5 separate regions of the Mus musculus genome follow, and regions 2, 3, 4 and 5 are each linked to region 1. The links are chromatin contacts, called in public HiChIP or PLAC-seq and promoter capture Hi-C maps. All regions are on one chromosome and are shown on one strand. Each heading gives the region's core, a stretch centred on a gene start, on an enhancer-like site or on the middle of the called end of the contact. The rest is flanking DNA. Distances are from core to core; before and after follow the strand shown.

What was found. Promoter capture Hi-C pulls out the DNA fragments that hold promoters and counts their contacts. HiChIP or PLAC-seq counts read pairs in DNA pulled down with a chosen protein or histone mark. Capture Hi-C pulls out chosen DNA fragments and counts their contacts.
Region 2: a contact with region 1 is called in a promoter capture Hi-C map of liver, with 2.5 times the contacts expected there. The contact joins the promoter of Ipo5 here to the promoter of Dnajc3 in region 1. A contact is called at or near these places in 4 of 39 promoter capture datasets (the C10 cell line, cranial neural crest, erythroid cells and 1 more), 2 of 484 Hi-C or Micro-C datasets (B cells and the G1E-ER4 cell line), 6 of 115 datasets of contacts at active chromatin or transcription factors (astrocytes, embryonic stem cells, fetal liver and 3 more) and 1 of 9 other capture datasets (liver).
Region 3: a contact with region 1 is called in a promoter capture Hi-C map of stem cell-derived epiblast-like cells, with 4 times the contacts expected there. The contact joins the enhancer-like site here to the promoter of Dnajc3 in region 1. A contact is called at or near these places in 5 of 39 promoter capture datasets (cranial neural crest, embryonic stem cells, hippocampal neurons and 2 more), 4 of 115 datasets of contacts at active chromatin or transcription factors (T-cell acute lymphoblastic leukemia, astrocytes, embryonic forebrain and 1 more) and 1 of 9 other capture datasets (macrophages).
Region 4: an H3K27ac HiChIP or PLAC-seq map of embryonic stem cells shows a contact between it and region 1, with 4 times the contacts expected there. The contact joins the enhancer-like site here to the promoter of Dnajc3 in region 1. A contact is called at or near these places in 2 of 39 promoter capture datasets (cranial neural crest and hippocampal neurons), 4 of 115 datasets of contacts at active chromatin or transcription factors (the SCID.adh cell line, astrocytes and embryonic stem cells) and 1 of 9 other capture datasets (macrophages).
Region 5: a contact with region 1 is called in an H3K4me3 HiChIP or PLAC-seq map of stem cell-derived neural progenitor cells, with 5 times the contacts expected there. The contact joins the enhancer-like site here to the promoter of Dnajc3 in region 1. A contact is called at or near these places in 7 of 39 promoter capture datasets (the C10 cell line, cranial neural crest, embryonic stem cells and 3 more), 1 of 484 Hi-C or Micro-C datasets (cerebral cortex), 6 of 115 datasets of contacts at active chromatin or transcription factors (astrocytes, cardiomyocytes, differentiating embryonic stem cells and 3 more) and 1 of 9 other capture datasets (embryonic stem cells).

The regions. Positions count from the first base shown.
Region 1 is chr14:118,934,390-118,940,740 of GRCm38.p6, forward strand. Dnajc3 (DnaJ heat shock protein family (Hsp40) member C3) reads left to right here and starts at 3,543. Exons shown (of 12, transcript NM_008929.3): 1 at 3,543-3,781. The coding sequence starts at 3,700.
Region 2 is chr14:120,907,826-120,914,176 of GRCm38.p6, forward strand. Ipo5 (importin 5) reads left to right here and starts at 3,369. Exons shown (of 26, transcript NM_023579.4): 1 at 3,369-3,518. The coding sequence starts at 3,429.
Region 3 is chr14:120,396,122-120,402,472 of GRCm38.p6, forward strand. Mbnl2 (muscleblind like splicing factor 2) reads left to right here. Exons shown (of 8, transcript NM_207515.2): 6 at 330-483. Among named protein-coding and RNA genes, the nearest start is that of Gm26679, 10 kb to the left of the region's middle. Within about 2 kb of position 2,355, at least 29 of the 459 cell types and tissues checked have an H3K27ac peak or open chromatin away from gene starts, as enhancers often do. A contact at or near this core is called in stem cell-derived epiblast-like cells, where this site is marked.
Region 4 is chr14:120,359,794-120,366,144 of GRCm38.p6, forward strand. The region is part of intron 2 of Mbnl2 (muscleblind like splicing factor 2); the gene reads left to right. Gm26679 (a long non-coding RNA gene) reads right to left here. Exons shown (of 3, transcript XR_003951152.1): 2 at 4,909-6,351; 3 at 2,569-3,145. Among named protein-coding and RNA genes, the nearest start is that of Gm26679, 26 kb to the right of the region's middle. Within about 2 kb of position 3,013, at least 38 of the 459 cell types and tissues checked have an H3K27ac peak or open chromatin away from gene starts, as enhancers often do. A contact at or near this core is called in astrocytes, embryonic stem cells and macrophages, where this site is marked.
Region 5 is chr14:120,294,864-120,301,214 of GRCm38.p6, forward strand. All of the region lies in intron 1 of Mbnl2 (muscleblind like splicing factor 2), which reads left to right. All of the region lies in intron 2 of Gm52122 (a long non-coding RNA gene), which reads right to left. Among named protein-coding and RNA genes, the nearest start is that of Gm52122, 22 kb to the right of the region's middle. Within about 2 kb of position 2,633, at least 142 of the 459 cell types and tissues checked have an H3K27ac peak or open chromatin away from gene starts, as enhancers often do. A contact at or near this core is called in cardiomyocytes, extraembryonic endoderm stem cells, liver and 2 more, where this site is marked.

The DNA of each region.
Region 1 (6,351 bases), core at 2,293-4,792:
CTCTTCTGTTTAGTTTAGTGTGATAATCTCCCAATCACATTGCTTGACCTCTAAAATTTGTCAACAAACATTCCCATGAGGTAAGTTCTTTGCTTGAAACCCTTTGGTAACTTCCTGCTTTCAATATAATATTTAGACTACTTCTGACAGACTAAAAGGTTCCTGACAAGACAGCCCCGGCTCAAGATGGCTTGCTTGAACAGGTTCTTGTGTACGGTGTCGAGGAACAGAGAGCACCCTGAGTTGTGATTGGGTTTCAATGCTAGTTAGACAATGTGATGCTCCTGTGACACTCGACAGAGGCAAGAGGGGCAGCTTCCCCTTGGCCTCCTCCTTGCCCTCCTCCACCTCCTGTTCTTCATCCTACTCCCCCCCCCCCCCACCTCCCCTGAGCATACCGGATTGCGTTCACTAGGTTCCATCTATTGATTGCATCTCATGCCCAGTACTTTGACCTTTCCATGGGCTTAGCCGGATGTGACGTCATCCTCGGAGGTAGCGCTTGCTTTCTACCTCTTGCGGCCAGGTTACATCACTGTACTTTGAGCACCTGGTCCCCTGCTGCAGTGCCATTTTGGGAGGGTGTAGAGCCTCTGGCACATAGGACCTAGCTGGCTAATGTAGGCTTTCAGGGCTTTTAAGGCCTTGACAATTACAGCGTAGCCTTGCTTCCGGTCCTATCTCTGCTTCCTAATTCCACAAGATGACCGAGGACCGTATTCCTCAGGCTTTTATTTCCGCAGCTACCAAGCGCTCCCTGCTCGATGCGCTGATATCCTCTGCGACTGTGAGCTAATCAAGCCTTTCTTCCTTGTCAGGTCTCAGCCGCGAGAGCAGCAGTAGACGTTATTTTTTGTAAAACCATCTTTTCTCAAGGGATACTTTGTGTATTGTAGTTCTTACATACAGGATTTTTAGGTGTTTGCTCAGTGACTGTTAGAGAGGCTCTCAGCACTCCTTGCTATTCACAGTCTACAACACAAATATATTGTTTTAAAAAACAATTCCTTTCCTTAGGAAACTTTTCAGTTCTTTTCAAGGCCAGAAGCATAAGGCACATCGAGGGATCAGACACAAGTGTTTTCACTTTTTCTTTTTTCTCATTCAAGATACTTCAGTGTTTTGTTGGTTCCTTTGGCCAGAAGGTCCTCACTTGTGTGGGGTCTTCACTTGAGGGCAGTGGGCTTGTCTACCACCTTTGCACTCCACCTTATGAGTCATGTGTCTGTGTGTATCTCAAACAAACACATTTCAACAACACCTGACGCTTCTTCATTTTGCTTTTTAAAATTTTTTTTTTTAATTTTGCTCCTATATTTTGCTCTTTAGCAACATCTTTGGACACTACTACAGTTTAGAAGAACATTAACCTGCTTCATAAAACTTCACTGTTGAGGGTTTGGGGTCATACCCAGTCTACAGATGAGGACAATTGATATAATAGCCCTGATTCCCTGAATCTAAATAGTGTGCTTTTCACCAAGGCTCACCAGGGACTCATTTCTTCCAACCAGGAACCATTTCCTTTACATTCTCTCTCTCTCTCTCTCTCTCTCTCTCTCTCTCTCTCTCTCTCTCTCCCAATTTGGTTTTTTGAGACAGGGTTTCTCTGTATAGCCCTGGCTGTTCTGTAACTCACTTTGTAGACCAGCCTCAAACTCAGAAATCCGCCTGCCTCTGCCTCTGCCTCCTGAGTGCTGGGATTAAAGGCATGCACCACCATGCCCGGCACATTCTATTTCTTTGGAACAGAACAAGACCTTTCTTCCTTTTTTCACCCTTTGTAGTGTATCTTCAGGAAATCACAAATATGTTAGGTTTCAAATTTGAGACAAATGGCTGAGGTCCTATTTAACATAGCAAAGTTCTCCCAACATCCCTCAGTCCCTATGTGTTGCAGCTATGGCAGGCAAGTCCAGCCCTTTACTCAGAATTCTCCAGCTTTGGGGCTGGGCTTCCCTTCCTCCAGAGGCGCTTCCCTATATAACCCAGCCGTTTTGGCCAGCCATCTTTCTTTTTCTTTTTGGTAACCTTTGCCCTCTTGGCTGCTGCACCTGGTTCCCTTCCCCCTTTTCTCACACAGCTCAGGGCCATGTCCACTCTCCCAGATGTCTCTATCTCCCTTTTACCTACACCATACCTAAGAGCAGCCACGTCCTTTTTTTCATTCAAAAGTCATCATAATGTGTAAGTCCTTGTAAGCATGAAGTAACACTAAGGTATCAAAAGCTTTGAATAACAAACCCACGTTATTTAGCGATGTGTAAAACGTTGCTGCCATATAGTGTCTGTTCAAACAGAGCAGCTATGGGCGTAACCTACCTGATTAATTTAACGACAATCTTGTCCAAGTTCTTATGTCTTTGAATGAAATAGGCACAGTAAAGAAACCCAAATAGACACTTGGTGGGTGTATAAGAGAAAAGTTTATTCCAAACTAAGGTCATTGCTTGGGAAAGCAGAGGGCTAATACTGAAGACTGAGCAAGTAATGGGTAGGGACTTTGTTATGTAGGGTGAGCTAAAGGCACTGGAAGCATTTTAAGGATGCATCAATAGATACTTAGTCTAGGGCAGGAAATAGCCCCAGAAACCATTAAGCCAACCTAAAAAAAAAAGTGATTCTGGAAGTTTCTTTGGCGAGACTGAGAGGACTGCGGATTTTAAGAGAGCCACCCAGACCAACTGTGAGACTTGGTAGAATGGCTCTTGCATCTCTGATCCACTAGCAGACCTCAATAGTGTCAGGTCCCCCAAGAAATTCCTTTCCCCCAGGTAGGGCATCTAGACAAAAGCCAGCATTCCCTCGGGGTGGTGGTGGTGGTGAAGATAGTTCCTACTTGCTAAGTGGAGTTATTCTCCTATCTCTGGGAAAAGGGACATTTGGCTCTTCCATTAACTTATGACAGTGGGGTCTATTAGCCCGTCAAGGTCCCATATAACCCAGAAGATAAATCCCCACCATCACCCCAGCCCGCGCAGCGCTTCTCTCTGCTTTCCCGAGAGACAGCCTTCGCAGTTTGGAATAAACTTTTTTTTTCCCCTTTTCACCCACGGAGTGGCTATTTGGGTTTCTTCCCCCATTTCATTCAAGAAGTCCAGTCATCTCTCTCGGACGTCCCTGGAGACTTCCTGAGACTCTCTGGCCTTACCAGCCCAGGCGGCGGCGCCTTATCCCCCAACACTACCCGAAGGAATCTGGGCTCGCTCCAGGAACCCGCCGCCCCTGCCAAGCCAGCCCGCGAGGCCGGCCCAGAAGGGCTCTAGGGCCCGCGCATGCGGACTCGGCGGCCGCAGCCCGGCCTCCCCAGCCTCTTCCTCCTCGGCGCTCGGCGGCGGTTTGGAGCCCGCTGACAGCTCCACGACCAGCGGACGCAGCCTCGTCTTGTGCTTCCACGTTATCCTATCAGAGGCGGGGCGGGGCGCCAGCCCCCACAACCAATCAGCGCCAACCACGACCCGGGCGAGCTGGGCCGCTCTGTGGCCAGAAGGAAGGCGATTGGGCGGCGGCGGCGCCCGGGGCGTGGCTCCGCGGGCCCCGCCTACCGCTGTTTTCCGCCGCCGGGCGCCAGCCGCCGCTGAGGCCCGAGCGCTGACCGAGCGAGCGAGCGAGTGGACGGGGCGCTTCGCTGCGGGCTGTTGGCCGCGCGGGCTGCTGGGCCGCGCACCTTCCTGCTCTTCGGCTCAGGCGCCCTTGGACATGGTGGCCCCCGGCTCGGTGGGCAGCCGGCTGGGCGCGGTGTTCCCGTTCCTGCTGGTCCTGGTGGACCTGCAGTACGAAGGTGAGTCCCGCCCTGCTCCCGGGGCGGGCTTCGGGTCCCGGTCCCGGCTGGGAGCGGCGCTCCGGGGCGCGAGGCTGGGTCCGAGCCCGGTTCCGGTTCCGTGGGCTGAGAGGCGGGACTGGCGGGCCGCGCGCGCGAGGCCGGTTTCGGCGGCCTGGGCCAGCGCAGCCGGGAGTCCGGCGTCCGGGGGACCCTGGATCGGGGGTGCCGGGAGGAGGCGAAACGGCGGCATGCACGGGACGGGTCCCGGTTCCGGAGTGGCGGGCCAGGGCCCTTTCCGAAGCCAGTCCCATTCCCTCACGACCCCGCGTCGGGCGCGCAACTTAGGCTGGTGCCTGGAGAAGCCCACCTCTGGGCTCGGAGCTCCCGGCGCCTAACTTGCTGGGCTGGCTGTGGCTTCACAGTTCCCAGCAAGGCGACATTCAACTTTGTCCCCCCACTGACGTTACTTTTTCTAGTCATCGCAAAAAAAAAAAAAAAAAAAAGTCTCTTAAAAAAAAAAATAGGGAGCGCTTACGTTTCACCCTGGGCTCCAGACTGGAATGTTGGCTACTCCCAACAGAATAGCAAAAAATAGAGGCCTGTCCTATCTTGGGTGTCAGAGCGGGGAGGAGTTAGACATTGAAGCCCCAAATGCCCACTGAACTTCCCAACTTGGTTACGGTGCTGTAGTGACATCTGTCCTGGGCACTGCTCTGTACTCATTCCTGTAAGTCTGGGGATAGTTGTCATGGAAAGAGTAAACAGTTGAATATTCCATTTGGAGGGACTGAGGAACTGAAATTGGGAACAGTTTATGATGAAACCATCATAGAAGTCTATGCGGGTTTCTTTCTTTCTTTTTTTTAAAGACATATGCTTAGGTTTTTAACCATTAAAGGTATGGTTTTTGTTGGTTTTGGCTTCCTGATCACCATACGTTCTTTGAACCCCAAATCAGAATGTGTACTGTGGCAATATTGAGACCAATAATTTGATGTTGGAGCCAGCCTCAAAAGTGAGGGGATTGGAATTTGAAGGCCTGGACCACTTTAGTATGGGTCATATGTTCTAACTTTCTTTCATTTTCTAATTCTTTCCATCTGCATTGATTGTGCCCAGTTATCATTAGTGACTTATTTTAGTAACTTAAGGGAAAGTTGTCTATGCTCTACTTAGTGTCGATTTAACTTACTCTCCAGACATGGGAGTGCTTATTTTTGTTTGCCTTACCTCATCCAGGAGCTTGTAGATCAAGCACCTTATTCGAGTTTCTGTTCTTTGCAGGATTAGGACTTTTAGCATTTCATCTCTCTACTGTGGTATTTCTATAAGAAAACTCCGAGTTTTCCCGTCAGGAAAGCACCAGTGGCCTCTCTGAGGAGAAAGCCAGTGTTGCTTTTCCAGGAGTATTACCTGTGCAGAATGGCAGGTGATGGAGAAGGAAAGAGCATTTCTGTAAGCCAGCTCTTATTCCACAGAGATATGTGATAGTCTCTGTGTTACACATCTGGGAGCTGGTGTTCCAAGAGCTTAATGAAAATTTATCTTGGGACTGGAGAAATGGTTAGTGTGTTTGTTGGCCTTGCAGAAGACTGGAGTTGCATTCCTAGTACCAGATCAGGATGCAGTGAGTTAGTTGTAATTACTCACAACTCAGTCTTCTGGTTCCACAAGCACCCAAAGAGGGGTGTGTGTGTGGGTGGGGGGTGGGGAGAGAGGGAGAGAGGTGGGGTATGAGAGAATGAGAGAACACATGCACACACATGAGCCCTTGTGTGTGTGTACACAGAGTAAAGAAAATCTTTAAAAATAAAATTTACCTCTGTATGAAGGTGGGAACAGGAAATTGTACATAGCATTCACTTCAAGCATTTTAAAGTCGGACGGCCGAGCAAAATCAGCCTTTTAAGTTAGCAATAGAAAGTGACAGGGGGGGTGGTTTCCTGGCAGGCTCAGTGTAGTGGTCTTCCCAGGTGTGCTGGCTCATACCTGTGATTTCAGCAATCAAGAAGCTAAGGCAGGAGGATTATCATCAATTAAAGAGTGTTAGGCCACTCTGAGCTACTGTTTACTTTGTCTAAAAACAAACCCAAAACCAAAAGAAAACCCAAGACCAAACAACCCTCCCCTAAACAAAACAGAACAAAAACCAAAAATCCTCAAATACCAAAACCTGCTTTTCCTCCCAAAACAGTGGTTCTCCAGCTTGATTGTATACCAGAATCTCACATAGAATACTTGTAAGAGTTGGGCACACTTACAGAACGTCTGATTTAGTAGGTCTTGATGGAAAGTGAAATTTTCATTTCTGAGAGGATCCCAGATGACCACATTTTGAGAATCACTGGTGTAATAAAGTATCTGTAGGAATTGAATTAGAGGTTATGCTGTTTGTTAGAATTGGTGATGAGGTTATTAAGATACAGAGTAGCAAATTGTTAGCTTCTGTTTTCTTAAATGGCTTAGTTATATCTGGGTCCATTAGCCTCTGTCTTGAGGAGGCATGCAGGTCAGGTGCTGCCACACTGCACTTAAGGCTGCAGAGAGAAGACATAAGGGAGAGTTCTGTGAGAACAGGAAACGTGAAA
Region 2 (6,351 bases), core at 2,119-4,618, 2.0 Mb after region 1:
ATCAAACTCAGGTCACCCTGAGTCCTGGGACTAATGGTTTGAACCACCAGCCACCAGGCTCAGCTGTAAATTTTTATCTTACAAGCTCAGAATTGACCTGATTGTCTTCTAAAGGTCTTCAATTCTGTTTATGTCAAGCCAGCAAGGAAAGGAAATTCCGAAGCAAGGAACACCGGTCAGAAAGCGCTGTGCCATGTCTCCAAATCCCTGAGAATCAAGTCAAAAACTGGGAGCGACAGAAAACACTGTAGGTAACTGATTCATATCCCTTTAAGTCAATACCTAGTTTAAATGACCAACTATACAGTGCAACTGTGTTAGCCCCTTATTTTATTCTTTAGCAAAGCACTATCCAATAGAAGTAAAATATGTGTTTTTACATGTTATTTTTGTTTCTAACTAGCCATACTTTAATAAGAGAAACAGCTAAAAATTTTAACTATGTTATATATAACATAGTTAATTTCATTAGTAGACTTTAACCCAATATACTCTTTCTACTTGTTGTCAATATAAAATGTTAATGTCTCATTGTCTTTAAAATTCTATGCACATTTTACATTTTTAAACTAAAAGCACATCTCCTTTTGAACGCATTGAGTCATCAATAGGCACACGCCTTTCATCCTAGCGCTTGGGGAGAAGGAGGAGGAGAGGCTCTGTGATTTCAAGCCCATCCAGAGGTAGACAGTGAGACCCACAAAACAATCGAAGGAAACAGAAACTAATAAAACAACTACTACTCCCATAGAGCTCTTGGTGCACAAACTTATGCTGAGGTGTTTATTGTTTAATAATCATCCATAAATATTTGTTTGTTGTTTTAGTCAAAGCCTCATGTAGCCCAGACTGCTCTCATCTTTATGCAGCCAAGGGAGAGCTTGATCTTGAATTCCTGATCATCCTGCTTCCACATCCTGAGTGCTGTGCTTACAGGCACGAATCTTCAGGCTTCCTCTTAGCAGTGCTGTCAAGCCCAGGACCTCATGCATGCTAGGGAAACACTCTACCACTCATCTACATCCCCCAACCCTGCATATATGCAATGTATAGATTCGGCTCTCAGCAGAGTCTGGGGAAAGGCACTGGGATAAACACTTGGAGTCGAGAGCCAGCCAAGATTTTTATAACAGAATCTGATTTGTGGGAAAATCTATAGTTTTAGCTACGACTATATATATTTGCAAGCCTCTAGGTAATTTGTCTTATTTCACTGTTACCTAGTTAATTAAAAATTGGTTACCCAGGCGCAGTGGCGTATGCCTTTAATCCCAGCATTTGTGAGGCAGAGGCAGGTGGATTTCTGAGTTCAAGGCCAGCCTGGTCTACAGAGTGAGTTCCAGCACAGCCAGGGCTACACAGAGAAACCATGTCTCGAAAAGCCAAAAATAAATAAATAAATAAATTTGTTAGTATGTAATTCCCCAATTTAAGAACTCTGAATGAGTAATTCATGTCCTACCCCTCTTTCTCTCTCTCTCTCATACACACACACACACACACACACACACACACACACACATCAAAATTAAAAAAAAAAAAAATCGACTCCAAACTAATGTCGGAAATGGTCTGACCTTGAAGAAAACAAATGTGGCCAAAGAATGAATTCAAGGTAGGAAATCAGTTCTACACAATAGCTTTGCTGGCCTCCTGTAGAGAAAGAATCCCGCCAGTGTGGCAGCTAATAGTAGAGGGGGTGACTTTCTCCACAAATCAACTAAATGCCACTGTAGAAACCGGGACTGGTTCCCACAATTCCACGTGATCCCAGGGCTTCTGGCCAGATTTTGCATGACCTGACCATGGATGATGTAAGACCAACCTTTAAAATCACCCAAGAGAAAATATTTAATACTTTCAAAATGCACAATTGCCAACAAGAAATAAAAAACTTCAACATAAATCCCATGAGCTGCTGAGCTGTAGTTACAGGCCTCAGGCTGTGGAAACCTATTCCTTAGGAAGTAGTCGAGTCCTTTTGACACAAGACATACATCCCCCTTTTCACCTGCTGTCATCCTCAACTTGGGCAATGCTTTGGACACACAGTAGGCTTTTAACTGAGTCTGGGCAAACAGGAGCTGGGATAAACTTGGGAGCTGAGAGCCAGTCAAGATTTTTACAACAGAATCTGAATTGTGGAGAAAGGTCTCCCCTCTATAGGTGTAGCTGCAACCCTGATTACGTTCTGCTTTTCTGGAGGCCAGCGCATCTATTTTGTAGAACTAGTTTCCAACTGGGGATGCTCTTTCATTCTTGGGCCACATTGTTTTTTTTTTTTTTTCAGTGTAGGACCATTTCATACATTATTTTTTTCTTTTGATATGAGCATTTGAGTCTGTGGACATTAGACATGATTCTGAATAGGACATGATTCTCAAAGTGTTTCAGTTTGAGCTCTGCTCTCTCCTGTTTAGGCAGTCCCAGATAGAAAGATGGGCCAACGCTGGTGTTTAAGCACTAGAGTTTAGGAGGTGAGAGGGAGGCAGCCTCTGGTCCCCTCCATGCTGGCACGCATCAACTATCAATGGATCGACCACGTTAGGGAGTGGCTCATGACTTCTCCCATCCTTAGAGAGCAAGGAAGCTCCAAACACCAGGATGGGTGGCAGTTCCCGGGTGGGGAGCGTGCGTGATTTGATCCGGGACGGAGAGGTGCAGGGGGGAAGAGTCCGTGATGAGCAACCCCTCTTCCGGGACAGTCCCTGGACGTGAGTCACAGGACAGAGGAGGGTAGGGACCGCCTGAGTCACAGGCTGAGGGGGACGACACGACACCACAGGGCCAGACAGATGGAGGGGTCTGCAGAGGCGGGTGTGTGTATGCGTGTGTGCTCGCTGCTGGGGGGATTGGGATGGGGTTAGGGAGGGGGGTCCCGGGGCCCCAAAGCCCTAAGGCGCGGCTACGCGGCGGGCGGCAGGGAAAGGGAGTCCAGCCAGCCCGCGGCGCCGAAATCTCCCGCGCTCAGGAGCTGGCCCCTCCTCCGGGCCCGGCCTCACGCCCCTCGCGGCGGCCCAGCCGGATCGGCTCCTCCCAACCCGCGCCCCGGGAACCCCAACCTCGTCCTAACAGCGGCCCTCTGGCCGCCACACACGCCCGCCAGCCCCGCCTCCCGGCGCGCGCTGGAGTGACGACACCGCAGGGTGCGTGACCAATCGGCGTGGCCCTCGAGGGGGGGCGGCCTCGGGCACGCCCCCCGCGCCGCGAGCCAATGGGACGCCGGCGTCGGCGGCCGCGGCCGGGTGAGAGGGCGCGAGGCCCCGCCCCGTCCTCCCTCGGCCCCCTCGGCCCCGCCCTTCTCGCCCGGCCCCTCATCCCCGCGCCGCCGCTGGTGCCGGTCGCCGCGCTGGGCCCGCCCCCAACCCTCCCGCCGGCCCGCCAGCGCGCCTCACAGCTCCCTCCTTCTCTCTCTCACGCCTAGCGCAATGGCGGCGGCCGCGGCGGAGCAGCAACAGTTCTACCTGCTCCTGGGAAACCTGCTCAGCCCCGACAATGTGGTCCGGAAACAGGCGGAGGTAAGCGAATCGGCGGCCCCGGCGCGCCGATCCTTCTCCTCCGCGGCCGGCCGGCTGGCCCTGGGCGCTCGTCGGCCGGCCGGCCGAGCGGCGCGGGTCGGCCCGGCTGGCGGACAGCGGCCCCGCAGCCCACGTGCGCGCCTCCCGCCCGGCCCCGGCCCTTCCGGCCCGTGCAGCGGCGGCGGCGCCGGTTGCCTCGCCGCCGACCCGCGCACACGTGCCACCGCGCCTGACGCGCCCCGCCCGCGGGCCCTGCACCCCAGCCCTGCTCTCCCTCCCCGCGTGGCCCGCCAGCCCTCGCGGGCGGCCAGACCCCGGCAGCTCCTGACCCGTCCCGCTTCCCCCACCACCCCAGCCGCTCCCTTCCCCATCCCAGCTCAGGGAGAACGCGTGTCCTGCCTGTCGCTGCCTTACGGCGTCTTTCCCCCGAGCCCCTTTCTGGTTTCTAAAAGGAACTGCACACGCCGGTCCCTTCAAGATCGTGTGAAGTTGCCTTTGAGGGATCCCTGCTTGACCACCTCGCTCTGCTCTTCTTCCTTCGAATCTTGTTTGATCTCTAGAGATTTGGGCTTATAAACGGGATATACTGGGGGCTGTGGCTGTCTAACTGGGCCAGTGCCATCTCTTTTTCATATAACACAGATCGTTCTCAATCAGTCTTAGATCAAGGGTTCCATTTCAGATACAGTTATAAGCCCATTTGCAAGCTAGCAATAATATTATTAGCTCACTAGAAGACGGAAGATACATTGTTAGTGTTGAAGCTCAGATTTTTGTGAGGTAATTTCTAGGAAAGTTGATACGTGGAGCTCCTTACGACCCATGGGTCTGAAGTTTTTTAGGAGACTCTGAGGATGTGTGAATAGCTTTACTTACAAAGCAAAGATGTCTTTTATATATAGCTAGTGACGTTGACATGTCTTGTACTTACCGACCTAAAGTTGGGAGCTGTCTTTTAAAACAGTTGCTAATTTCGCTTTGAGTAGAATGGATAATCTGGCCACACTTAGATTTTAGTAAGTAAAGAAGTTGGAGACTTAACTTCTGTGTGAAATGGTGCTTTAAACTATGTCCTTCTTAATGGTGCTTTTAATTTTGGGGGGAGGGGAGATAGCGATGTTTGGCTCTCTAGTTTACACAGGCCCTTCAAACCTGTGGCAGTCCCCCAGCCAAGTTTCCTGAGCGCACCAGTTCCCATGCCCGCCTTATTCAAGTAATATGCAGTGTATAGGGGGAAATTCAAAGGGTACAATTCTTAATCCACTCTCCACGTTTATTTCATGAGCCTTCCTTGAAAACGTATCTTTAAAAGCATTCGTGTATACATTATGTTACCTGGGTGGATTTATAGTATACATAGTTCTGCAAATTGAATTTTCCCTCAGTTTCTTTCACATTGTCACCCAGAAGACCATACATTATATAGATAGGTGCATCTCCCTGTGAGTGAGTAATCCGATACTTTTAGTGCGGTCCAAGAGTACTGCACATAGAAATAACGTGTATACTTGTCTGGACGAAGGTAGTATATGTATGTAAAAGTATGCGTAAAAGTAAACTTGCAACAGTTTCCACTTAGGATATGATGATGCCTAAACATTTTGATACTTTGTGCAAACTCGAGGTAATTTTTTTAAACCAAAGCAAGTTCTTAATCCCACCCTATAATAGAAATTTCCATGTGTTGCAGAGCAGAACTGCTTTGTAATTAGTAAGCTAGTTTAATTCTCCCCCTCCCCTCCAGTTGCTTAAGTCTATTGTCAAGCCTGGTGGGGAATCGCTCTTCTATTGAACTAAATACCAGTGTCCGGTTCAGCTTGAATTCCAATTTGGTGCCTGTTGTAAATCTTTTTATCTCTTACATCCCTTTAGGGATCGTTAGTAGCATTCAGCGCATTTTCTCATAAAGAACAATCGGAAATAAGTACTCTTTGTCTCTATTCCTAGTGGAGATATTTAGGTACTACGTTTTTCCTTAATATGTCCTGAGAATGTATATAGAAAGTGAGTACTGCGACACTGAATTTTCTTAACTTGGCAAAAGAGCAAATTCGGGGTCAGGGTGGTCCTTGATACCATATGGTATAATAGTAAGTTGTAAATAAAACTTCCTAGAAAAACGCCAAAAAAAAAAAAAAAAGGCACAAAAGCTCCTCAATTTGTTTGGGGAGATTTATAAGTAACCCAAACAAGAGGACATACTAAGTCAGATGAAACAACTATGAAAATACTTTATTGAAGCTGAACAATTGGCATGGGCTCCGAGAATATATTTGTAAATTTATTCAGCCAAAATAAAAATACTTAGTCTACAGGGTCCTGGCTAAGGTCACTGTTGCTCTTACAAGGAGGTGAACAGTGTAACTCACATTGTTACAACATACATTGTTACATTTTGTTGAAGTGGTCTAAAGACTTAAATTTTCTAAAATGTTTCTCCTTTTATTTGGGGGTGGGGGAGAGGTTTGAGACAGGGTTTCTCTGTGTAGCCCTGGCTTTCCTGGAATTCACACTGTAGACCAGGCTAGCCTCGAACTCAGAAATCCGCCTGCCTCTGCCTCCCAAGTACTGGGATTAAAAGTGTGGGCCACCACGCCCGGCTCATTTATTCAGACCATTTAATACTTTTTTTCTTCTTCAAATCTACAAGGCCTTTCTAACTTTACAGAAAATGTTTCTCGTATTTAAGGAAATGATTTTGAGTTGGGCATATCTTTAATTCCAGCGCTGGGGAAGCCAAGTCAGAAGGGTCTCTTGAGTTCAGAGCCAGCCTAATCTAGTAAGTTCCAGGCCTGCCAGCCAGGGCTGAGTAAAGAAACCCTACTTCAAAACA
Region 3 (6,351 bases), core at 1,105-3,604, 1.5 Mb after region 1:
CTGTATTTATTAAAAAAAAAAAAAAAAAAGCTGAAGCCATTTTTTCCATTGTTGTTGCTTGGTAGTTTTTCTTTCCCTTAGTTGAGATGCTACTGTTTTTGGGTTACAGAATTCATGCTTCCGCTCTCAATAACAAATTCTCACTCATTCGACATTGCCGCTGTTTAAATTAAGGTGCATGGCAGAGGCATCTCTTTAGCTGTCATTTTTTTTTAAAGAAAGAAAAGAAAAGAAAAGAGAAAGAGAATGTTGCAGTTGATGATCTCTGTGGAGGTGGAATGCAAGCTTGCTTTAAGTTGGACACATCTTATCGAATTCTTCGCTTTCAGGCCTTCCCTCCGGGTGCTCTTCATCCCTTACCAAAGAGACAAGCACTTGAAAAAAGCAACGGGGCCAGCACGGTCTTCAACCCCAGCGTCTTGCACTACCAGCAGGCTCTGACCAGTGCGCAGCTGCAGCAGCACACGGCGTTCATCCCCACAGGTACGTGCTCTCCGTGTCTGTGTCCTGTGTCCTTCCAGTCACGTGCTTTCTTCTCATCTCTTTAAGCTGTTTGGTCAAGGCATCTAGTTTGCGTTTAGAAGGTGCGAATACAGCCTGGCCCACCACAGCCCTGGCTACCTAGACCTGTTGACCTTGCTTTGATAACTAAAGGTAGTTAGCATTCTAAAGTAAAGGGTTTGGTGGGATTTAGCTTGAGAGACAGGGAGCGGTTAAAGCTTTGGGTCTCTTCTATTTACGCAGGCCCCCAAAAATAGTTTATGCAAGCAAGATTTTTTTTATATGAGATAATTGAAATTTGTCCTTAACACTCAATGACCTAAAAATATAAATTCCAGTAAATACTAACCGTTTTTTCCCTGCTTCTGTTCAGAGCACTAAAAAGTCTAAGGCTACTCAAATGAAAGCAATCTTCTGCTCGTATTTTATATCCATTCTCTCTCTCTTCATCCTTCTCCACTCTCACCAAGTTCACAGCTATCTGGAGTGCTTGTCCTCCGTTCTAAGCCAATGAGTGATGAGAGGAGGGGCTACTGTCCCTTAGCCTACCAATCGCTGGAGACCGTCAGTTTACCACGTGGTCTCATGGGCAGAAGGGTCTTCATGAATTCCTCATCCAGTGGACTGTTTTACAAATGAGAAAACTGAGGCCCCCAGGATAATGAGAAGTGACTTTCCAAGGTGGCAGAGCTGACACAAACACCAGGTTCCAGTGCCCGGTTCCATTTACATAACATTACACCACCTCCACTGGCCCCAAAAGTCTACAGACTTTCCCCCAAACCAGATTAAAATGGGGTTTTGTTTTTGAAGTGGCATGAAAAATCCATTCAGGTAAAGAAAAACAATGTAACACCCATTCTAACTCGATTCCCCACCTCCCACCCCCCGCAATATTTTACCCAGTTCAGAGACTGCAGACACGGCCACATGCACACACACGCGCGCGCACGCACACACACACACACACACACACACACACACACACACACACTCACTCACTCGCACAGACATGGTCATCTTCACTTGACCAACTTTACCTTTTAGTCTCTGTTAGAAACAGGTGACTTTGAACCTTATTGGAAAGAACATCCACTGAGTTTTTCCAAGCCCATATTCCTTGTCCCATCACAACAAGGAGACACTATCATTAATCAATGTGATTAGATATGTTAATCTTAGAGTCCATACCTATGAGCATTAGGGTTGGAGTTTATTCTAGTAACAGCCTTTGTATAAAAACTATAAATGAATGGTAAACTATATGAATTAGTATTTTAAATGAATTAGTAACCAATAAATAATATATATATATATATTAATAGAAATGCACTGTCAGAAAGTTCATGAGTTCTCAATCTATATTAAAATACTTTCATATCTTACCCCACTGCAACCTTAATTAATGGCATTCCGTGCTGTCTTAGCTTAGCGTATTTATGATTGTAACACACCTGAAATAACATAATCACCAGAAGGTCAGCTCACCCTGAGGATCCTGTGTGGTTACTACAAGTGTCTCAGTGTAGACTTTGTGGCCATTATATACTTTAAGGGACAGAAAAAAGTGCTGAATGAGAAACTATGAAAGACAAGGTCTGTTTCTGAAGAGTGGGTAATACAGACGATACCGTCTCCTGGGAATTCCAGTGAGGCCCTTTACATCATGTGAATACCCCAATCCAGTATGGACTGGTTGACTAATTCATCAAAAGCGTCCCCACTCTAAGATTCTGTAGAGACGCCCTTAAGTGTTTGCAAAGCGAGGGTGAATAGCATAGCTTAAGCAATAGCTCAGTGCTGTGGATGGGTAATGGTAAACAGTCCCTGTTAGCTGGGCTGTGTCTGTCCGCCCTCTGGTGGATTCCCCTGGAACAGTTCAACTGTGTTGGCGACTTTCTGTAGCCTTTGGAAGCTTAAAGGTGGACTGTAGCCCGGTTAGTTCTGTGAATTACAAGTGCTTATAGCATATTTGCTATATGCTATAAAGATCACAGTGGATAACCATGTGAATTTTGTGTACTGGAGTGGTATTTGAACTTCCAACAAATTCACTACACTTCTCTGAAGTGATAGAAAATATTTTATTGAAATAATTTCAGCATAAGCTCTCACCCAATTACATTGACAGAAAAATCTCCATGATTGTGGTAGGCTTTCTTGTTTGTTTGCTTCAGGGAATCTTTCTTATAAACAATGTTTCCAACTTTATGTAAAAGGTGACAGCAATAGTAATTATTTACCCTGGTTGCTTTAAAACCTCTGCAGATCAGGTGATGACACTGTGTGGTGATTTTTAGCAGATGGTTAACCCACTATTTTCAATGAACATTTTTTTTAAATCTTTCTGTTACTGTTTTACATAAGCAGTTTTCATACATACAGATCAAAAGCATTTTTTGTGTGTGTCTTCTTGGACGGTTCCCTGCAGTGGAAGGCCATGCATAGCAAAACTTTTATATGTACTGAAATCCTCCCACTGACACAATATGAATTTGAATCTTAGGCAATCTGCCTCTAGGCTTTAAGATTTCAATGTAAGGCACAGGATATGGGATTATTCTCTACAACCATGGTGGGTGGAATTCTCCTCTCTTGCTTCTTTCTTTTTAAAAAAAACAAAAAAACAAAAAAAATTATAGAGGTTATTTTAACTAAGAAGTTTATACATTTCCCTTGCTATGATAGGAAGGTGGCAAAATCACCCATGGTCTCAGAAACAGCCGTGTGATAAATAGCTTTGGGCATCTCTGTGACAAGTTTATTCTGAATGACTCTTAAGTATTCTTGCACACACTGTCATTGTTCTTCAAGATGGCACAGTGCTGTCAGTGGCGAGAAGTTATTTGCATTTTGCAGATGGAAAAACTGAGGCTGTGTTTACACTACAAAACGGCATGCACACCACTAAGAATTACCCAACTAGTTCTGGCCCACAGAAGCTTGGGATGAAGTACTTGTGCAATGGAGGAAGGAAGCAAACGGCTGAGATGCTTACTTGTACAGAGCACCGGCATCCCGGTGAGACGTTGATCAGGTCAGAGAAAAGGCAGTGCAGAGTCCTTCCTTAAAATACTTCACTATGTTAGAAGTGCCTGTGGGAGGCTCTAGGCCAGACATTTCCGAGTAAAGAGAAACCATAAACGTTTCATAAAGTTTCTCACACACTTGTAAAAGGTCTGTTCACCCTCAGTGGAGACGTATGGACTCTATTTGGTGCACTGAGCATTCCTGAAGCATGTGCTATGGTCTGAGTTGCAGACATGCTATGAAAATATAAAGGGTCCCAGAGCTGGGTAAAAACCAGAGTCCACAGCATGAAGGATGAGCTGGGTGGAAGGGTGAGAGGCAAGGTGTTCATCTTCAGCAGATGCAGGCATGAACAATACAGAGCAGGGATATTTTCCAAAGCAGGAGAATTTGCTAACAACTTTAAAGGGGAGTAAGATTGCACCGTTAGGGGAAGAACATACTGGGCAGGTATGACAAGAGTAGGTTTGAAGAATAGAGCCCCAGTCCCTGTAGCAATAGTATACATTACTCGAAGGATCTGTGGGAAGACCAAAGGGTGCAGCTGGGTGAAAAGTGGAGAGGTGGCTTGGAAAGCAGAGCAGAACCAGGATCTGGCATGAAGAGAGCAATCCACCTGTCCTAAGCGCCATACGCCCCATGTTCAAATCACTCTTAGCCGGCACAGAGGGGCCCAGTGAAGTCACGTGGTCAAGCACTTCCCACATCCAAGACACAAGCCAGAGTGACACACTGCTCTCTGTGGCTGCAGGGACAGTTTCTGATGGTTGACACCCCTTGTGTATTTCACTAGTTTAACCCAGGAAGCCCTTGAGAAAACCTGTTCACTATAAAACACAGTAAGAATAAAGGGGGATTTTTCAGCAGTGACTTTGAAGCCTAACACAGTTAACTCTAAAGTGGAATATTTTACAAACTAGACCCTTTAATAATTTTCAGGAGTAAGTTCCCCCCCCACCAAAGTGCTTTTTACAGTCGGCTGGAACACTGACCTACAAACAGGGGTACCCCGAAGTGCCTTATGCATCTAGTTAAATGGGATCTCTGCCTTTTTGAGTCCACAGCAGAATGAGAAAGATGCTAAGCACTCATATAAATAGGTTAATAACATTTAGAGTAGTATAAATGAAAAGGCAAAGAGTTCAAATAATTAAAACGAAACAGAAACAGAAACTGACTTAGGTGATGGGGGATATGGGGAAACTAAGATGAGATGATTTTCTGAAGAAATGGCTCATACTTTGACACCTGAGGAAAGAAAGAAGTGGCTAAAGAGTATTCTAGATCAGGGGCAGAGGAGCCCAAAATTAGAGTAAAAGTCTAAAGTATTCAGTTGAAAGCAATGAAGGCCCATCCAGATGGACCTCGGTACCAGGGAGGAGTGCTGAGGTCGGGAGGCAGTCAGGGTCTGGGCTAGAAGGGCCTCCATCCTCAAAGCAGCAAAGCCTTCCCAGAAGCAAAGTGAGTGTGCCAGCAGAGTGGAGGCTGGAGCAGAGAGGAGCAGGAGGGCCCAATGGGATGCTATGGCAGAGCTGATAGTAGCAGTGTTGGGATGGGAACTTGCAGAGCAGCAGAAGTCATGGCTAGGCAGACAGGCCCTCGGCGGCTCAGAAGCAGCCACGTGCTGGCTCAGCGGGGAGACGGACCTGGGATGACCATGAGGAAACAGCGGCATCTTACAACAACGGAGGCTAAAGGTCACACAGCGATGGCATTGGTCACATGTTTCCCCATGCGCAGGAGACCAGACGGGAAAGAACACAGCTTAGCGTGTTCCGCCGGAGAGTCTCGTGGAGGAGAGGGGAGGTCAGGAGAATAGTTAGGTAGAGAGACTTTCAGCCTGGCACGGCACAAAACATGGAAGCCATGGAATCAGTGAGAGTTTGGGAATGGATGGCCTGAAACGCTCATAGAAGATCCACAGAGCAGGAAAAAAAAATTAAATAAAGAGGACCCAGGCAGGCTCTAGAAACTCCAGCATATATAAATATTAGAGAGAATTCAGAAGAAGCGTATAGAAGGGTGTGTGTGTGTGTGTGTGTGTGTGTGTGTGTGTGTTTGCGCTCATGTGCGTGTGCACGCACGTGCATGTGTACGTGTCTTAAGAAATCAAAGAAAGAAAGTGACTTAGTGTGCAAAGTGTAGGCAAGTGCCAAAATGTCCCGGAAACTGAGGATGAAGGTGTAACCGTGTTCTGTGGATCTGAGGGAGAATAGAACCAGCTAGAAGGGCATTGAAGGACTGATGGGCAGATGGGAGCAAGGGATTGAAAGCGTGACGCAGGGAACCTTCTATGTTTGTGAAAGTAGAGAGAGGGGGATGGAGGAAGAGAGCGTGCGAGCTGCACGGGAGTTGCGTGTAAGCACATCTGTGTGTGTCTCTGAGTGTGTGCCAAGGTGGATGTACTGCAAGAGAAAGAGAGAGAGAGAGAGAGAGAGAGAGAGAGAGAGAGAGAGAGAGAGAGAGAGAGAGAAAGAGAGAGAGAGACTAGAAGTAGTCCGCTTGGATAGTTGTTTTCTAAATCAGTGATGCCTGGTCAAAATGTAGGTCAGGCAAGGAGGTTCTTATAAACGTGAGTGAGGATATTTAGTTTCTAGATTCACATCTAACATCTTAGCAGGTAGTCCTGAAACCACACCTTCATGACCCTGAGTTTCTAAGAATCCTTATATTGCCTTCGTTTACATTCTGAGGAACAGAGCTCCCAACGCATCTTCCCACCCTCCTGACTTTCATTGCTGTTCAGTCAGAATTTCGTGACACATGTACATCATTAAGACCATTCACAGAAAACAGAGTTCTTCCCTAAGAAGCAGTGAC
Region 4 (6,351 bases), core at 1,763-4,262, 1.4 Mb after region 1:
TAATTGTGACAGAACTGTCCTGTTCACGCTCAGCTTCTCTCCGCTTACCTTACTTCCCCATTTTTTGTAATGTTTATAGTTAAATGTAAGAAAATGAACCTGCGCACATATTTAAGCTTTCCATTTAAGGAATGCTTTACAGAATTATGTTTTTAATTGAAAACAAAGAGAAACATATTGGGAAGGCAAAACCAGGAAACTGAAATTATATTACCTGTAAAGTGCTGTTACTGAATTTCTTGAAATAGCTTTGAGTTTTGAGATGTCTTTCTACAACACAAAACCATGAGGATGGTTGGTTGACACGCTGGGGGCCCAGTGTTTGTTCTTGAGTTCACAGGAGTTGTTGAAGCAAGCATGGGGAGGGTCCAGTGGTCCTTGTCCTTAACTTGTTTCTGAGCCCCAACCCTGAATCAGGATCTTCAAAGGAACTTCGAAGTACCAGTAGTTCTCCTCGTGACTAAGCTACCCATTTGCCTCTTTCTGTGCAGCTCACCAACATGCTTCTCTGAAGCGAGGAAAGGGCCCTTCTATGCCTTCTACCCACTTGAAGGCAAACGGTTATGACCAATTATTCCCACATAGTGTTAGGCTGAAGCAATGTAACTTTTTGCACTTTCTAAAAAGTGCAAAAGAGGAACATTCTAGAAAAGACTTAGCCTAGGCAATAGCTTTAGAAGAGATGGCACATAAAGGGAAAGTTCTGGTGTGCTTGTCTAAAAGTGCCCCAGACGTGGGCAGAGTCCTTCCAAGCATGTGGAAACAGATCGCTGCCATACACAATAATAGAATGGGGGGCAGATGGCTTCCATTGTTGAATAAAAAGACGTTAATAAAATCCAGTATTCTCTCACGATCAAAACAAAGATGTGTCTCATCTACCTTCAGCACTTCTGAGTCTTCTGCTAATTCCATGGGCTCCTTGGGTCAAGGGCTCTGCTATTTCCGTCCACTGTGCTACCTTTGGCTGGTGACTGACAGATTTGTTTGCGCTGCATTTTTAATGCTTTCTGAGTTGCTCGCACTGCAACGAACCATGGTTCAGAGCAAATACGAAACACCACTGAGAAATGAGTCCACCGTGGGAAACCCTTGCAATGGCTCCTCTTCACATTGTCTGAATGGCGTGGGGTTTGTTCTGACCACAATCCATGAGTTTAGAATTCAATTGTCAGTAGGGAGATCACAACTAACATTCCAGTTTTGACATTTTTTTTGTTTATTGGTCTTTGAAATTTTTAAATTTATCTTTTACACATTGAGTTTTTTTCCCCTCTGCTTTCACCATCTCCAGAGGGGAACACGCCTTCTAGAAATCTCTGTGCACAATCAATGATTGTCTTAGGGTTTCACTGCTGTGAAGAGACACCACTGACCACGGCAAGTCTCATAAAGGAAAACGTTCCATTAGGGCTGGCTTACAGTGTCGGAGGTTCAGTCCATTAATTATCATGGCAGGAGGCACAGCAGCATGCAGTCAAGCTTGGTGCTGGGGGAGCCAAAAGTTCTGCATGTTGATCTGCAGGCAGCAGGAGATTGTGTACCACACAGGGCAGGGGCGTAGCTTGAGCATAGAAGACCTCAAACAAGACCACGCCTGTTCCAATAAGACCATGCCTCCTCATAGTCTCGCTTCCCACAGCTAAGCATTCAAACACATGAGTCTATAGGAACCATACCTATTCAAATGATTTCACTGGTGTCTGTATTCTGTGTATCTCACAGAAGAATTTACAGCTCTGGAAATTGTCACGTGGGTCTTTCCCAATAACTTTTGTTTATAACTGATCTTTGGTGGCCTGCGTGACGGTGTAGACCTGGTGGAAAACCACTATCCAATGGAGCAGCAGTGCTCAGTGGGAGGACTAACCAGAAACTCAGGAAGAAGCAAGTTCTAGAAACTTCCCAGGAGAAATTACGTAATTACATGTACACATGGCAAAAAGATACACAATATGTACTCACTGATAAGTGGATATTAGCCCAGAAACTTAGAATACCCAAGATATAAGATACAATTTGCTAAACACATGAAACTCAAGAATAACGAAGACCAAAGTGTGGACACTTTGCCCCTTCTTAGAATTGGGAACAAAACACCCATGGAAGGAGTTACAGAGACAAAGTTTGGAGCTGAGATGAAAGGATGGACCATCTAGAGACTGCCATATCCAGGGATCCATCCCGTAATCAGCCTCCAAACGCTGACACCATTGCATACACTAGCAAGATTTTGCTGAAAGGACCCAGATATAGCTGTCTCTTGTGAGACTAGGCCGGGGCCTAGCAAACACAGAAGTGGATGCTCACAGTCAGCTATTGGATGGATCACAGAGCCCCCAATGGAGGAGCTAGAGAAAGTAACCAAGGAGCTAAAGGGAACTGCAACCCTATAGGTGGAACAACATTATGAACTAACCAGTACCCCGGAGCTCTTGACTCTAGCTGCATATGTAGCAGAAGATGGCCTAGTCGGCCATCAATGGAAAGAGAGGCCCATTGGTTGTGCAAACTTTATATGCCTCAGTACAGGGGAACGCCAGGGCCAAGAAGTGGGAGTGGGTGGGGGACTTTTGGGATAGCATTGGAAATGTAAATGAAATAAATACCTAATTTTAAAAAAAGGAGGTAAATGCCCGAGCCTCAGGACTTTGGACCTGAAAGTAGACATCCTGGTCCGACCCACTTTTCAAGTGTGGTGGTTCCTGGTCAACCTTGTGCTTGCCAGGCTAGAGGCTCACCCCATGCGTTAGCTTAAAATGTAAAACCAGAAGCTGAATGATCAGTCTGAGTGCTAGACGGCAGTGCTCCGTGGCCCTGCCTTCTTTTCCTACCCATTTTTGTCCCCTTGGGGCTCATTCTCCTCTGCCTGGGGGACAGAGCAGGAAAAAAAAATGAAACTGGCAGTCTGATAATGGAGCCCAGCCAAAACTGAAAAGACAAAGGAACTTGAGGAGGGTTGGGGGTGTTGCTCAGTTCCGGAGAATGTTTGCCTTGCACATACAAAGCCCCAGGGTTCATACCCAGAGCTACACAGGGTGTGGTCTGCACACTTGTTTATACTTGTGTGGGGAATGGGGTAGAGGCGGGAGGATCAGAAGTTCAAGGTCATCTTCAGCAGCATAGATAGTTCAAGGCATGGAACCTAGAGTGAAAGAGGAGAAAGAACGGAATGCTTGGCAGAAGGATGAGATTGAGTGTTGGGCACGGGGGGGGGCTATTCTCCCCTGTGAGTGAGTGAGTTTCACACTGGGATGGTGGTGGTGATGTGCCCAGGCCTCTCCTCTGCTCTGTCATAGAGAAATTGAGACTGCCACGCAAATGGATTGGTTTAGTCCCTACCATGTAGCTCCCAGGAGTAGCTGTGGCAGTGACCTGGTCATTTCCCAGATGCTTGTATCTTAAGGCTGAGATGAGGCTTCTGGGAAGGCTGCTCCTCTCCAGGAGGGGACACAGAGGGGCCTGAGGGCTGGAAACAGGAAGCCCACTGCCTCTGAGCTCCTGGTATCTAAACCCTCCAGACTCTCTCAGCTCTGACCCCACTCTCCCATCACAAGGGCAGTGCTAAATGGAGTTCTGTATGAGATCAGCAGTATTTAGCGATTGCAAGTTTGACATAATGCACTTCCTCATAATTTATTAAAGTTGCTAATACATTTAAAAAAAATATGTGAGGGACATGGAAGCCTCTCCGTCATTCAGTGGAGTGCATTAACCCTCCATTGATTTTGCATCTCACCAGAGTGAAAGCCAAGATCTCCTGATGACGGGTGAGCCACACCCTCTGTGCACCTGACTCTTCTCACTCCTCAGATTCCATCGGCCCAGTGATGCGCCCTGGTGGCCAATCCAAGAACTCTGGGACCCTGCCTCCTGCACCTTTCGCATGGCCTAGGCCCATTCACATTGAGATCTTCCTTGGCCACAGCGTCCTAAAGCAAAACAATCTCCATTAACACCTTTTAGGCCTCTCACACTGCATTTCCTTAGCTGCCTTCCTTAACCATTTTCTACCTCATTTGTTGGAACAGAACATTTCTCAGAGTGTGAGCTCACCAATTCTGCTAGACTGAGTGGCCTGTAAGCCCCAGGGGTCCTCCTGCCTCTATCTCCCCAGCACTGGGATAACAGACATGCTCTACTGCACCTAACCTTGTGCGTGGGTGCTAGGATCTGCACTCAGGTACTCAAGTTTGTGCAACAAGCATTTTGCTGACTGAGACATCTCATTGGCCCCTCAATGTTTATTGTATTATTTGATCTTGTTGATTGTCTATCTTCCTGTTTTAAAATGTAAATTCCATGAAGACAAGACTCTTGAATTGTTTCATTACTGCCTTCTCTCTAATGCTGAGAATAGTGCCTGCCATAGAACACAATCAAATATGCAACAAGTGGATGGGTGGGTGGGTGGGTGGGTGGGTGGGTGGGTGGATGAGTGGATGGCTGAATGGATGGGTGAGTGAATGGATGAGTGGATGGATGAGTGGATGGATGGGATGGATGGATGGATGGATGGATGGATGGATGGATGGATGGATGGATGGATGGATGAGTGCATGGATGGTGAATAGATGGGTGGATGGATGAGTGGGTGAATGGACAGATGAATGGATGAGTGGATAGATGGATGGTCGGATGGATGGACAGGTGAACTGGCAGCATACTCACTGCAAGTTGGAATCATCTTGTTGTTACAGTTTCCTTCACAGAAACAATGAGCAGTGTGAACAAGAGGGCTCAAGCTCTAGTATCCAGGGTCTTCCCGACAGGAGGAAGGAGGAAGGAGGGAGGAGGGAGGAGAGTGGAAGCAGGACCTAAGGAAGTTTTTGCCCTTGGCTTTGTAGATAACTCAATCAGAATCTTTACTAGCACCCACAGTTCTGGGATCATTAATAAGCTATTTACCTTAAGCCATTTCCTTTCCAACGTTGGCTCACTCCACATGCAGAACAGAGATGAGAAGACAGGGTCCCAAGGTTGTTGTAAGAAACAGAAGCAGTGTATGTAAGACACTGGACATAGTGAAACCCATGCTACTATTTAAAAGCCATTGTATTGGTATGTAGATGGTTTCATTGTTGATAAAATGGGAACTTCTATCCTTGTTGGAATACTTGAATCTTTTTTAAAAAATAATCTTTTGGCAATAGTACCTTTGGTTTAATGGAGGACAAATCCTCCTGTACATAATAGAAGGGCTGCCAAGAGCAGACACAGCCTTCAGGTCATGCTCACGATCTCTTCATTCATCCGTTGGTCTCACTCATCCCCCAAAGTTTACAAAGTTCTTGCCTTGAGAAATCTGTCTTTCAAAACTCATCTATTCAGCAAACACAGACTCAGGAGTCATTGGGGCCATGTGTTCCTTGCTGTTGGCTGTTCCTGGAAGTTTGAGTGAGTTTCTGCTTGCAAGGAGCTTAGAGAGTACATCCAAGATGGAATCTGGCATCGACACTGATGGTAGCCTGGTCAGCACTGACCGTGGGATCAAGTGCCATCCAGACATGCAAAGGGAGAAGTGCGCAGAAACACAGGTTGTCTGCCTTCTCAAGAAGCCTAGGGATTGGGTGGGGCGTCCATCATGTGGAGACAGGTCAGCTGAGCTAGACTTTGGCAGACAGTTCAAAATGGGAGAAAGGAGAGGAGATTGTTACCCAGCAATCAATGAGAGACACCTCCTTCTAGGTGTTGGCTATTAGTAAAGAAAACACTGATGGATGTCTAAAAGGTACAAGTGTAAGAATAACTAGAGTTACTCCGGGTTTGCATGCCTGAAATCTAGGGCCTCAGATTTGCCCTAATGGGACAGGCCAGAGCCTGTTATCAGCACCTTCAGCTCCAGTAAATTAAAAAAAAGGGCAGAACAGCCTGGTAGGGTCGTTCTCTCTGATGGTTAGTTTGACGTATTAAAATCCAACCAGACTTATAAAATATACTCCATCATTTTAATTGAATTTGTAAAGATGCATGATTTATGAAGTTATATGGACCCTTCCGGCTAATGTTAGACTCACATATAACTTATCATTACGCTGTCCTTCCTTTCCATGCCCATGTCTACAGATTACAGGTCTGTGTATCTAGAGTTCCTCGTGGGTGGGAGCATCTCATTTTTTGTTGTCGTCTGCCCTTGACCCTAGCATGGTTCCAGACACATGGCAGGAACCAATGATAGATATTCAGAGCAGGTGCTCAAGCTAGGCTGAGTGGGATGAGATCTGGGACCTTCCCCTTACACACACTACAGCATATGACGCTGGGCAAGTTAACCTCCATGCATCTTGGCTCCTATACTTGAAACTGAAAAATAAGCCCCACCACGCAGACTAATTGTGAATCTGTGGCCAT
Region 5 (6,351 bases), core at 1,383-3,882, 1.4 Mb after region 1:
CAGAATAGTGGAAAAGAAACTCAAAAACAGAGGGAGTGAAAACAGAAGTGTATAATACCCTGGTACCTAAAATCTTTCCAGCTTTTACTTGAGAAAGGTTTTCAAAATATGTCCCAATCAAAATATAACTAACAGTTTTCAAATACATTCTGAATCATCTTCACAAAGCCCAGTCCCTCCCTTTAGAGAATATGGATTAAAATCTGTTTGTTTCATGTCCTGTTAGCATGGAAAGGAAGCATAAGAAAATGATCGACAGCCAATCAAGAAGTCAGAAATAACACCTACGGATCAACCCACAAATGCATAAGAGCATACATACACATGCACACGTGCACACATACATACACGCACATGTGTGTGTGTGTGTGTGTGTGTGTGTGTGTGTGTGCCAAAGACGGAGAAGCCTGACTGACTCTGTGTTAATCCCGGATAGGTGAATAGAGAAGTATTCATGTAAAATAGAAGACAGGAAGGCCAAGCTAAGGTAGGCAAGTTGGGTCTGACTGCAGCTGGAGTAGGCCTTGCTTGAGTTAAGTAGTATACCTGGAATAGACAGCCGTGCCAGAGAGTTGAATACATCCTCTATCAAAGGAAACTGCTCGAACAAAAGCCAATAGGAGGAAATGAGCTCCTACTGTGTACACACATGGAGTTCCTCCAAAAGGAGATTGCCTGCCTGGTTCTGCACTCTTCTGATGCCTTCCAAAGCTGCCAAGGAAAGGCTGGACCTGTACTCACAGACCAGAGATGGTGTCTCCCCAAACCTGGGCTTAGCTGCAAGGAAATGGGTGGGATTTTGAGCCAATCCACCTACATTCCCAGACTTCCCAGAACCATCAATTACAGACTGGCTCTTGGGAATACCAGGCACAGTTACTAAGGGTTTTCCTTTGCCGTTCCCTAGGCTGTGCATGTAGTGAGGAGTGGGTACGTGGATGCAGTAGTCTGCTCTCTTTATAGACTTTGCTCATTGCTTAGCGTCCCTCAGCCATTTCCATGCCCTCTGTTCAGGAGCCAGAGCTCTCTATTGAGGATCGAAACACCAGAGATGAGGCCCTGTGATTGGCTCAGGGAGGCTTCACTTTCAGGATCTTGGCTGGGCAGTAAGGGCACTAGCACTCCTGACCTCTGTAGAAACGCTGTGTTCACCAAGAGCATGTGATTTTGTAGGGCACAGTGTGAGGCCTGGCGCTGGTCCGCAACCACAGAGACTGGCCGTTTTCAGTCCTGGAGGATACCAGGGTGTAACAGAGGTGTAGGATTGTATGTTCCAGTGAACGTAATACGTGAATTACCTCGGTCTCTGGAGCCCTAAGGGTAGGGCTTGAAGACACCACAGAGCTTTAAAAGAGCTTAGATTGAGAAGGACTTATTTTTTTTTCCTGCTTTATGTTGCCTGATTGACAGTTTGAGTACAGTTAAGCTCGGATCTGTGGGGATGCTACTATAACTGGCTTGCATGGTGGAGTCATTTTCCACTGACATCATCCTCTGAAAGCTTCTGAGAGAGGGAAAATGAAAGCAGAGGAGGAGAGGGAGGTCGAGTGCCTTCCGTGGAGAACCCGCCATTTTGCCTGTTGACTCCACCCCCACCCCCAGGTTTGGCAGAAGCTCTGTGTTACTGACCCAGTCAGGTCCCCTCCCCTGAGTTCCCCAGGGGACTGTCTGCAGCTGTGGCCCATGAAATCCACGGACACTGCGTGTAGGGGTGAAAAACTGATTCAGTCACTATTGCTTGAATGCGCCAAATTCCAGTGCAGTTGAAATCCGGTGAATTTCCGTTTGCCCTGGAGGATAGAACAGTCTTGGTCCTTATTTTCTTATAAAATTCCATTTGATGGTTCTCAGCTAACAATCGTGAGGTGGGCAGACAGCCTGTGCCAGACGCAGTTCAGGGTGCTGGGCCACAGAGATGCCCTTGCCTGGTCTCAAGGTCCATCGGCGAATCTTCCAGCTGTAAACACGTAGCAGAACAGTCAACCTCAAGGAGATGAGGGCGAGGTTAGAGGGGACAGGGACCAGGGTAGGTGGCTGTGGTTGTTCTTCTGGGCAGCAGATCATAGGGCAGGTTGCTCTTTTTGAGAAGGGAGGTTTGACGGCTCTGCTGAAGAGCAGCAAGCAAAGAAACGGGGAGAAGGATATCATGATATGAGAGTCCTTCTAATTAACAAATTCCTTCTAATTGCTTGCTTCTGGGACGTATCAAGTCTCATCAATAAACTAAAACTAACGGGCAATTGAGCATTAAGCCATAAGCTTTGCTTTCTCCCCGCTTGCTTGCTTCCCTCTTTCAAGGGAGAGCCACACGAATTAAGAGTTAAATTTGCCAGCAAATAAGGTAAGGAGAAACAAGACTGCTTTATGCGCTGTGGACAGGGCTGGGAGTGGCCATGTTTACCTCTGGGACATATCTCTGCTCTCATTACTGTTCAGCAAGACTGGGGGGAAAGAACGCAGGGAACTTGGGCCTGGATCCTTGCTTGTTCCGCACGCACTGAGTCTTCCATAGCAGGGCAAAAACTTGCAGAGCAGCCCCATCCTTCCTTCCTTCCTCGTGGCCATGCTGCGAACAGGATTTTACTCTCCCCTCAAGCTAGAAATGTCTGAGAAGGGGGGAAAACAACAAAAACATCTCACATGGCATTGAATAATGGTGGTTTCAAAACTCCTCCTCGTTTAGTCTAATTTACAGGGTGAGGTCATACGACTGCCTGGAAAATTCCAACGTGATTTTTTTTTTATATTTAGTTTATTCACATAGTGCCGGACGTCAAAAAGTTTAAAAGCCGGCTCATAAAGTATTTGCAGTTCATGTTTTCTTGCATTTTAAACACCGTGACTTTTGTAGCTGTTCTGAGTAAATGCAGGCTACGGTAAGTCTGAAAACAATGAAATGAAGGGCAGGGGACAGAAATAGATCAGAGCTTGGTAGTGGATCAAAATGAGAGGACCTGAGGGAAACTGCATCTGACAGAAAGGTGTATTCTATTTGGGGTGACTACCCTAAGCCGTTGAAGGCTGCAGGAAACTTAGAAACTTGGCTTTTTCATGTATTTGGGGTGCTTTTGTGACTTTTGTTCTGCAGTGGAGACCAGCTGATAATGTGCCTTGTTTTCAGTGGCTTTGTAATCTCAATTTTCTGCCCCTCATATAATGGCCTGTTTGTTTTTGAGGCTAGTGCACGCTGGCCAAAGAATCAGACATTTGTTTCATGGTGCTTGTTTTGAAGAAATCAGTTCTGGGTACATCTTCACACTGCTCATAAAAATAGGGGCGTTTCGGGTGACCGGTGCCGTATAGGCTGGAGGAGGGTTATGTATATAAAGTAACACATGATAAGACTTTATTTCAATCCAATTACTGGAGAACCTGAGTTATACACCATTCATAAAGATATACAGTTTTATTAATTATGGTGACATACAGCACTTTGAGCTGGCCAAGGGTATCATATCTAAGGATGACCCTTAAGAAGCTCTTACTAATGAAGAGATAAGAATGATTTATAAGTGGTGTTAAGATATTTATACCTAATGAATGCTAATGAGATGGCTGGGAAGTTTAGTCATGTGAGTAGGGTAAATATTCACATGAGAATTATGCCTCCTTGACTTCATTTATTCACCAGGCAAGCTCCTTATATGTTTTAATTTCATAAGTGTTCAGAGGTAAACTTTGACCGAGTCTGGGGGCAGTTTCAACTCACATGGGAATTCTGATCACTTTCTGATGGCTGTCTGCCTGGAAATTTGTTGTGAGATGTTCTTTGATGCCAAGCCTAAGTTTGAAGGGGTAAAGAAGCTGGGATCACTTAGTGATGCCTGCCGGGAGGACCAGGTGGCATTCGTTCGTTTACTAACCTTGGCAATGGGTCATCTAAGCCGTTTTCAGGAATCATCTTCATTACCTGTGGAGTGGTAATGACTTATCTGTTATTGTTAACACTGTCTCTGGATGCTTTCAAGACCCAACAGATAGCGATATTTTTTTCTACAGGAGTGGTAGCTATTTAAGTATCTTAATTTACGTCTTCCTTGGAGAAGAACATTTGAGCTGAGTTTAGCTACATAGAATACATTTCTATTTTTACTTCCTCTTAGGAACAAAAATATTTTATAATTCTCTTTTGACTGTGTCTTGTTCTTTGTTTTCTTGTTTGTTTGTTTGTTTGTTTGTTTTAAGGTAGGACAGGACTGTGACTCTAAGATGGGTCCTGTGACATTGTGTTTTAGTGTGTCACATTAGATTCAAGTGTAATTATTATCTTAGTTTTTGAGGTAAAGTGAGGAAGCACTTATTTCCCTCCACTGAAATAAATTTGGAGATCAGACCAAGACCACAGAGTACCATCACCTTCTTTCATCTTGAAGCTAAACAATAGATAACATGTAAGACCAAAACATATGGGACTACCCTTAAAGTGTCTGCTATGGTCTAGGACATCAACGCTTACTTTCAAAAACATTTTTTTAAAAAAGTATAATGCTGTCAGGGACCCAAGAGATGGATATTATTGTCCTAGTAGATGGACCTGAAAAACAAGGTTTCTGAAGCCTGACTATTCACCCATTGTGAACTGATATTAGAACCAATCTAATGGAAGTCTTAGGTTTAAGTAGATGTCATCTGTCTCAACTATTAACAGGACTCTGGCAGTGGGTATTTTCTGCACCGAGTAAAAAGTACTCCAGGGAGCTCAACAGTGTGAGATGTTAGCTACTGCACACGTTCTCTCTCTCTCTCTCTGTCTCTCTCTCTCTCTCTTTCTCTCTCTCTTTCCTCCCTCCCTCCCTCCCTCCCTCCTTTTTATTAATTTCTCTTGCTGAATTTTTGACCCTGTGCAGAGAAAGACCCACTGTGCAGACACTTGAAGACAGGCCCAAATGTCATTTTCCTTCCTGCTGAAGGACACAGACCTTGGCTTTATGAGCTGCTAACAGTCTGTTTTTAGCACAGAGCCAGGAGATTGTCCTAATACACTTAGTGCTGTTCCAAAAATAGCACGGGGGTGGGTGGATCATAAATCTGAATCACTTATAGGGTCACAGTGGGACCCACCAGTGCTGGTAATCTTGGGGAGAGAGTGTTGTGGAACCTCAAGAATTAAGCTAGCAGTTGGAATTCTTTGCGACTGTGTCACAGTCCATCTGTTGAATGCCTATTGCCTGTCTGTGGAATTTAAGCAGATAGGCATGCTAGAGGCTTCCTTATTCGCTGGGTAAAACTCTCTGTAAACATTAGCAGATAATATCCATGGTAATAATTATATGAAAAAAAAATCTATGTAACTGTGTGAAGAGAGCCCCAGGATACCCAGTGTGCTTCTCTGAAACGACCGTGCTTGTTCCTTTCTGTTTAAGACTTCATAGAGGGATAAGCATCTAGATTCATGTTGTCTTCACAGTACTAGAGTCCTGAAAGATGTCTGTCCTCTGAAAGTTGTCTGTCCCCTGAAAAATGTCTGTTCCCTTTCAAGGGTATGCTACTTCCAGTTTGAAGATTCTGCATGGTCATTTGACCCTGCTGTGCTGTCAAGCCAGGGGTGGAGGACGCTGTAGGCCTAAAAGGTCATAGTTAGGACGGTAGTAGTGTTGCTATTAAAGCAACTTAGGAGGGTAGATGCTTTGGTTAATTCATTTATTAAACAGCTTTAAGAAAGAAGACAGACAGACAGATGACAGGAGGGAGGGAGGGAGGAAGGGAGAGATGTTACTCCACATTTTAAACATATTGGTTCATTGGCATTACTTTTTTATTTTAAATCCTTTTATAAATAGCTAATATTTGAATCTATAAGCTAGTTGGTTGATCTTCCTGTAATTTTTATCCTCCCAAATAAGTTTACTTCAATCTAGAAAATATTAAATCAAAAACTAAAACAACAGAATTTTTGGCAACTCTTTTTACCACGAGCTGTAACCTCCTGCCTTTGCCATGGGACAGCCTTGTTCTTGTCTGTTGTTTTTATGCGCCACAGGAAATAATATCTCTTGGCAGTAGCTCCTTCTGGTATTTATGACTCCCCAATTTAGCATGTAATTATTTATTTTTTCCCCTAACAGTTTATTCTTCATAATATTTTGTAGTTGCGGTTGAGGCTCCTGTACTTGGCTGAATAGCTGAATTGGCTGAAGCAACAAACAGTGGTTACAGGTCCTTGATAGCCCAGATTTAGGATTTGCCACCCATCTCCAAACCATGGGCTACTGGTCCCTAAAGAGACCACACCATAGCACAGTATCTCTGTGTAAACCGTGAAAGATCAGAAGTTGTATATTAGTCATTGCTGTGAGAATGAAAGAATCAAAATAAGACCCTTCTTAGAGTCCCGCTTTCCCTTCTAGAAGC